2 separate regions of the Camelus dromedarius genome follow, and region 1 is linked to region 2. Evidence: chromatin contacts called from public Hi-C data. All regions are on one chromosome and are shown on one strand. The core of a region is the stretch at or near the end of the contact, and the rest is flanking DNA. Distances in the headings are between cores, read along the strand shown.

Region 1 (3,944 bases), core at 934-3,433, 130 kb before region 2:
GTCCACAACCACCACCAGCCCATAATCGGTTACAACACTGGCTTTGGAGTATAAGGCATTAATCTCTGCTCAGACAAGTCCCCTTAACTGTAGGGTACTGAAGATTTCTAGCCCTAGACAAGGAGCGTAGCAGCAACTTCTATATTCCTGAGCCTCCAAACAAGGCTTCTGAGAACTGTAAATAAAGGATCCTAAGCTGTTTTGTATTAAAGTGGTGTGTTGGGTTATTTTTTAAGATCAATTACCAGTTTTTAATCCTAAGAAAATATTAAAAATCAAAACAAATACCCCATTTATACACTATCCCAGTATTTAATCAAGCTCTGCAGATTTACTCAACGAGCCTAGGGATAGAAAAGGTCCCAAATCAACTTTTTACATACTTGGCCACTTACTTGCCCCAAATGACTCTAGTAGTCCACTCTTCTGGGTGCCCCTGAATACGTGAGGTAGGAACTTCCTAGCAGTAAAACAAGACAATAAACAGGATGTATCCAAAATGTGTTTATTGGGACGGTTTCCCATTCATCTTGATTGAGGGTTCTTTTAGTGCTGCTTCCGTCTGAAGGAGCATCCTGGAAGAAAAGTGTCTGAAGGTTAACTTGACAGCAGCCTACTTACCCTGCCCCCACAAAAGAAAATGATGCCTGATACCCACAAGAAAGCTCCATCTGTATTTTTCTCAACTCCTTTAGCTCCTACCTAGCCACTTAAAGACCTTATTATCAGCTTCAGGTCACGTGAAGCACCTTTTATCACCCATCCACCCCAGCTTTAATCAGTAACATTTTGAAGTTAGTAAATACTTTCTGATAATGCTTTTGTAGGAAAAATAAAAAAAGACTATCGAGCCCAACCCTCTTTATAAGTCAGTCTGGTAATTCACATTACACACAATCCCTCTTAAGTTTCAAAGCCCAAAATCCTAATACTAGTTAAATTATTTACCTTCTGTAAGCCTTGCTTTTCCTCCTGTAGGCTGGCAGAGGACAGTAGAGCAACCAACACACAAAACTACTGTTTGTGCATGGCTAAAGACGGTGGTGATTTTATAGCATCCTGAGAAAAAAATCAAGAAGTTAACCTATTCTTCCCATACCTTTCTTCACTTGAACACATGCTATCATGTGTTAACTGTAAGACAAGCATGTTATGTAAATTCTTGAAATTAACTTTCCTTCTAAACCTGATTACCTAGCTCTACATATACATTAAAGCCAAGTCAGAAGCCATCTAGACTCTATGCCCCCACCTATGGATTTTTTGCTTTTCCAGCATACAATGCCTTCATAAACATCATCATCTAGAGCCTGGAAGATAAAGGAGTGGAACCATAAATTATTCAAAAGTCAAAAAACAGAATACTCTACTTGGCTGGGAGGGATGCTCAGTAATGGATCAACATATCCACCCCCTTGCTTCCAGGTACAACTACATAAAAGACCACAGCAGTGTTTCCAAAACAAAGAAATGTTAGTTTGCATGTGGAGTTTTTGAAGAGAGATCGCTTTGGATCACTCCTCCTAAAATGCAAAATTTTACCCACCTCAAATATTCGAATTTTTAAAAATTAGGGTCGCTTCAAGGATACCCTTTTCCGATCCTTGGAGTCCAGTGCTTTCCCCACTACTACAATTTATCTCCTCACCTGGGCATTTCACATCCATGAAATAGGAGTTGGGGCTCTGCACCAGGCGCTTCTTCTTGTGTTTCCTCTTCTCCTCTTCTGGAGAGGGATGAAGGAGATCCTTTGCGAGCTAAGAGAGGCAGAAATACAAAGATTTAGAAACCAACGGCGAACATGGGCTGATGGGAAACAGTCCCCACTGCCACACACCGGGGAGAGCTCGCCCCTTGCCGCCCCTGGTGTCTGCGCAGCTGGGCCGCCATCTTATCTCCTCTCCGCTCCCGTCTAAGCAGGGGCCCCCGCGGGCCTCTGCGGTCCCTGTGGTTAATGTCCTGGGAAGTGCGGAGGGCAAATGAGGGCCCTCTGCGATGCGAAATCAGCGTGAGGGGAGCGTGCGGACAGAAGAGCGAGACCTCCGCCGAAACCTGGACCAAGGAACTCACAGGCATGTTCTCGTGGGGAGGTCGTCACCGCCGGAAAAGAGCGAAAGCGGAAATCCTCCCCCTTATATCCGCCACCTGCAGGAAGTGACGCCTGGACCTTCTGCCGCCATGTTGGGAAGGTCCTTCTCTCAAGGTCTGTGGGCGGCGGGGTGAGGAGACGGCTGCCATTTACAGAAGGTCTCTGATAGGACACAGATGAGTCGCCATGTTGAAAACGTGAGTTTGCTGTCTTAAGGTCCGCATTTGGTCTCTGTGGAGGAGTAAATGGACAATTTTTAAATTTCGGGCTGCACTTTGACAGTAGGAACTGCTTAGGAGAATAGCGAGACTCAGCCATGTATGAGACTTATTAAATTTCTTTCCTATTTTCCAATTGGTTTAGTTTGCCCATTTTTAACAATTAAGAAATGTAAGTATTTTAGAAAGTCCTCATACTTTCCCCACCTCCAGTCTACTCCTAGGGCTAACCATTGTTGAATTTTATTCTCTCCTTCCCATCTTTTCCCCCTAATAATTACACCACTCACTTACGTAGTTATTATTTGTGCATTGTTCTGACTGCTTTTCGTACGTTAATTTATCTTCCGAACAACTCTATCAGGTTACTATTATCAGTATTTTACAGATTAGGAAAGTGATGCCCAGAGACATTAAATAAATTGTCCAAAGTATGCTACTGAAGTGCCTTACAAAAAGATTGTGCTAATTTATATTCCCACATCCTTTACCCCGCATTTTTCACCAGCACTGTATTTCCAAGATTTCTCATCTTGGCAGCACTGAGACACTTGACGGGATGAGAAGAAAGAGAAACTGAAGACCAAATCTACAATGATGATCAAAGGGTTAGAATGCCCATTTTTCATAAAGAAGGAGCCTAGATGATCCAAATGGCATCTGGGGACCTAATTAATTCCAGAGGAATGGAATAGGGCAGGGAATATAAGTTCCAGTCAAGGGTGGGCTGGTAAAAATTTTAACGACTGGCTTTATGGAGAGTAGGCCCTGATTTGTTGTCTTTCCTAATTTCAATGGTGTGAATATTCACACCATGGCCAATTTCAAACTACCAATGTCACATCATTAAACACGGATCTAGGAAGAGAGATGCACAATCTGTTCTCATGAGCCAGTAAGAATTGGTTCCAGCACACTACTAATGGACAGGAAAAATCTCTGAGGAAGTGACATTTAAGCTGAAATCTGAAAGACAAGGAGCCAACTAAGGAACAATCTGGGGGAATAGCTTTCTAGGTTGAAGGAAGAGCTTGTGAATACAAAACCAGAGGCCAGAATGAGCCTGCCAAAATTGAAGGAGGAAAGGCATTGTAGAGGAAGCTCTGAGAGCCAAGGGGAGAGTACTGTGGAGATGAGGTTCCAGTGAATGGAGGTATACACCGTAAGTACAGTCTAGAGAGGTGAGCAAGAATAATGTATTGCTGTGGATGAAAAGTCCAGATCCAGACAAAATAAGATGAAAAAGAAAAAAACTAATGGATTTTTATCAGAACAATCCTAAAAGATTAAAGAGTAATTTAAAGGACTGTTGAGAGACAGTTTGGCCAGTGAGGAAAAGTAAAGAAAACTCAAGGTTAGTAATACAGCTTGAAGACCTAATGAGAGGTGAGATAAAGGACAAAGGGGGATTGAATAGTTGTGTTTGAGAAGAGACAAACATTGACACAAAAGTTGAGAAGGATAAGTGACAAAAAAGATGCTTCCTCACTAACTTTATACAAGGACTATTCTACTGACTCGCTGTTAGAAAAGCAGATATTTTGAATAATTTTTTCCAAAGGCAAAGATAAACTTGTTTCTTTATAGCCATGTTCTTCACACTTCAGTTTCCTGGTTGCCAAGGCTACGCATTCACA
Region 2 (3,952 bases), core at 27-2,526:
CAGATGACTCGATAAAGAAGATGTGGTACATATATAGAATGGAATACTACTCAGCCATAAAAAGGAATAAAATAATGCTATTTGCGGCAACATGGATGGAACCTGGAGATTGTCATTTTAAATGAAGTAAGTAAGAAAAGAGAAAAAATGCCACATGATAGCGCTTATATGTGGAATCTAAAAAAAAGGACACAAATGAACTTTTCTACAAAACAGAAACAGACTCACAAAGAACAAACTTATGGTTACAAAGGTTAAAAGGGCTGGGGAGGGATAAATTGGGAATTTGAAATTACACCTGTTGGGGAGTGATGGAAATGTTAGCTATCTTGATCGTGGTGGTGGTTCCATCTATGTATATACATCTATCAAAATTCATCAAATTATACATCTGAAATATGTGTAGTTTACTATGCAGGAATCACACCACAATAAAGGTGTTTTAAAAAAAAAAAAAAGTCTTCCACATCTTTAATTCTGCCTCAAGGCCTAGAATAGTATTTCACTCATCCATCCACCCATTCATCCCACCACCATATGCTGAGGGTCTACTGTGGGCCAGGCACTCCTCAATTTACCTCCCACAAGCTCTAGTTCAGGCTGTGGATTGTCTTGGAATGTCCTGGCCTTGGCAAAGGAGGCTGTGTTCTGCCTGGACAGATCGTTCAGCGAGGCAGAGCTGGTCCATATAATGACACTTCAGCATCACTGGCTGAACCCCTCCACGTGCCAGGCATTATACTGTAAGCCCCACAGTCACTGCCCCCTTTAATCCTCACTTTGCTTTTATTTCTCCAAGTTTACAGATGAGAAAGCCAAGTGTCAGAGAGGTTAAGCAACTTGTTCAATGTCAGAGGGGCTGGTGGAGGTGGGACTCAAACCTGGATCCTGGAAGCACCGGACAGCTGACAGCATATCCCCCTGCCACTGCGCTCCCTGGAAGTCTGGGATTCCGTGTCCCTGGTGCTTACCCAGGGTAAGCCTGCCTCAGGTAAGGGCTTTAGGAGTGAATGGTTTGGGGCCTTAGTCCCCAGCTCAGTCCCTGGGGATGAGTCTACACTGACCCCAGCTCCTCTCCTGACATTTAGGCAACCCAGGAACCCTCAGTTACCGGCTGACCCTCTGCTCCCTCTGCTTCTCCTTACGCACCTGAAGCTCTCTGACCATTCACTTCCCTGGCTCTGCAGGCAGCAGGATGAGGACCCCTGCCGGCCGGACAGCACGGCATTTGGCCAGAAGCACTGATCATCATGGAAGCCTGGCATCCTGCCCTGCCCTCCTGCCCCAGATGGTTGATGGGAAAGGGAAGTGGGAGGCCAGAGGAGCCCCACCCGGGCTTCCCTCTGCTCTCAGGGAGGAGCCCCTGTTCCCCACCCTTAGCTTTCAGTTTCTAAGTCAGCTCTGGATTAGAGACACAACAGCTGCCCACTTCCCTTTCAGTCTTCAGTTTAAAAAATATGCATCCTTTGAAAACATCTGACAAAATTTTACTAAAGTGTGCAGAGGCACCTAGATGCCTTCCCAAGGTTCGCTTGTTACCGATACTATGGGGCCCCCTAGTGGATGATCCCGGCATGCCATCCCCTCACATCCCCGGTGGCACCTGGGCCTCAGGCTGTGGTATGAGTCTTAACCTCGGTTTCCCACGAGGCACTGACTCTTCATAGACTCTGCTGCAATCCTCACTTCGGGCACAGAACTCTCCCACCCCACTTGGCCTGCATTTGGGGTCATTATGGGGCGTTCCATCTCAGGTACAAAGCTATTTTCATCCTCACCCCAAGAAGGAAAACATGCAAATGTGCACACACACTCACATGTACACGCAGGCACACCACGTATAAACACAAGCACACACCCCACATGCACACACACAGGTGCACCCAGGCCACCACTCCCAGCCGAGACACAGGAGCCCCCTACTCTAAACCCAGCAAGGGCTCCCACTGCTCTCTGGATCAAGCCCACACTCCTTTACATGGTGGGCCTCACCTACCTTTTCTACATCAATTCTTTATTACTCTGAATTCTGCCCATTTTATGGTCCAGCAACATGGAACTAGCTGCATGAACTGACTATTCTCACCCTTGTGCTTTTGTTCAAGGCGATGCCAGGAATACCACCCTATCTTCCTGACCTTGGCCAGCCTCTCTCCACCCACCCTTCAACACTCAGCTTTCTCCCTGGGGCCCCTGCCCATCCCTTGCCCACAGCCCACAGGCTCGGTTAGAGGCCCCTGCCCTGGGTTCCCTCAGCACTTCCCTCTCCACTTGGTTGCAAGCTCTGGGGAGCCAGTGATGGGCTAAGCATGTTCAGTCTGCTTGCTGCTGTATTCCCGCACCCAGCACAGTCCTCATACACAGCAAGTGCTCAAAGTGTCTGTCTTTACAAAGTATCTGCACCACAAACAGCTGACCACATCAGCTACACCCACTGGCAGTGGCCCCAGCTCCCACACCCTCCCCTCTGCTCAGTGCCTGCTCTGATCCCCGGGTCCTTGCTTACCCTTCAGAGTCAGCTGGGCATCCTGGCTGTGGCAGGTATTGGCCACATTGCGGGCCACACAGTGGTAGGTGCCCACGTCAGCCTGGCTCACGTTGGTGATGTGGAGGATGCCACCAGGCAGCAACGTGGCCCTGAGGATGCAGAAGTCAGGGGTCCGAGGCTGTACTGTGGCCCACAGCCAGCCGCCCCACCACACTCCTGGTTGGTACTCACCGGTGGTCGGAGGTACTCAGGGTCGTGCTGTTGTGCTCCCAGGAAATGGAAGGCTTAGGCACCCCCCGGATCAGGCACTGGAAGTGGGTGACTCCTCTTCACTCCACCTCCACGGACGCTGGATGTTGGTTGAAGCGTGACAGACCTAGGACTTGGGGACCACCTGAGCTCCCACAGAGCCAGCCCCGGCTCCGCTACCAGCAACCTTATCCCAGGGCCCCAGCCCCCGACTCCCTGCTGACCACCCGCTTGACCCCTGCAGTCTCCTGTCTGTGACTGTTGCTGGCCATGAGCACTTTGCCTTCCTCCAGAAGAAATGTTTAAAATTATGTTTTACAGTTGCATTGGTACCAAGACAAATACAATCCAGCCCTATAAAACTATAACTCATTATATATTCATTATTATATTCATTTTTTCTTCTGGCTTTAAAGAAATTAGAATTCAAACATGTTCACAGGCCCCTGAAAGTACCCTGGGCCCTAGGCACCATGCATACTATGTCTAATGGCCAAGTCAGCCCAGCCCAGGCCCACCATGGTGACTGCCCCGTGGGTGCCATCTTTGGGTGCCCTGCGCACTCTCGTCCTCCCCACCAGGAGCAGCCCAGTCACTTACTTGCCAGCTGCACTGGGCCCGCTGGCTCACCAGGTGCCCTTAGCGGTTCTGGGCCACGCAGTGGTACTCACGGGCGCGGGAGGGGAGGCTCCTGCGGGAGGGCAGGGTGGCCAGATGCAGGGAGCCATCCGGCATCAGGGTGGCACTACTGTCGTTGGCCAGAGCCAGCCCATTCCGCTGCCAGGAACTGGACACGGGCGGCTTGCCCTCCACCTGGCAAGGCAGCAGCATCAGCGGGCGCTCCCGCACAGCCACCATGTTCCCTGGCTCCTGCATGAAGGCCAGCTCAGAGCCTGCAGCACGGCCTGTGGGGACAGTGAGTGAGGCCTGGACATGGAGGCCTCCTGTGGCCTATGGCGTCCCCTCAGTTTTGACCCCCTCCCAGCCATGGGCGAGGGGTGAGGAGGCAGGACTTTACTCTGGGGGACCTTGGGCCAGCAAGGGAGGAGCCGGGCCGGCTGCTGTCCGGCTGGACCTCGGTGATTGATGGGGAGGGGGCGGGGCGGGCACAACAGCGAGGTCAGGGGCCCAGGCTGGGCATTGCGCTCCCCAGGGGACAATGGGGTCGCTCCCTCCCTCCCCTGCCGGCCCATCTGCCTGCCTGCCCGCGGGGTC

Evidence for each region. A called contact is a pair of places that touch in the nucleus more often than the background predicts.
Region 1: a Hi-C map of blood shows a contact between it and region 2, with 6 times the contacts expected there. The contact joins the promoter of RPS27 here to the promoter of LOC135318975 in region 2. A contact is called at or near these places in 2 of 2 Hi-C or Micro-C datasets (blood and muscle).

What each region holds. Positions count from the first base shown.
Region 1 is chr23:6,079,771-6,083,714 of mCamDro1.pat, reverse strand. It overlaps RPS27 (ribosomal protein S27), which reads right to left and starts at 2,183. Exons shown (of 4, transcript XM_010980344.3): 1 at 2,071-2,183; 2 at 1,649-1,757; 3 at 949-1,059; 4 at 490-575. The coding sequence starts at 2,076. The coding sequence ends at 547. RAB13 (RAB13, member RAS oncogene family) reads left to right here and starts at 2,203. Exons shown (of 10, transcript XM_031436239.2): 1 at 2,203-2,286; 2 at 2,816-2,915; 3 at 3,895-3,944. NUP210L (nucleoporin 210 like) reads left to right here. Exons shown (of 40, transcript XM_010980332.3): 40 at 1-193. The coding sequence ends at 62.
Region 2 is chr23:5,944,097-5,948,048 of mCamDro1.pat, reverse strand. It overlaps LOC135318975, which reads right to left and starts at 1,276. Exons shown (of 6, transcript XM_064477774.1): 1 at 1,150-1,276.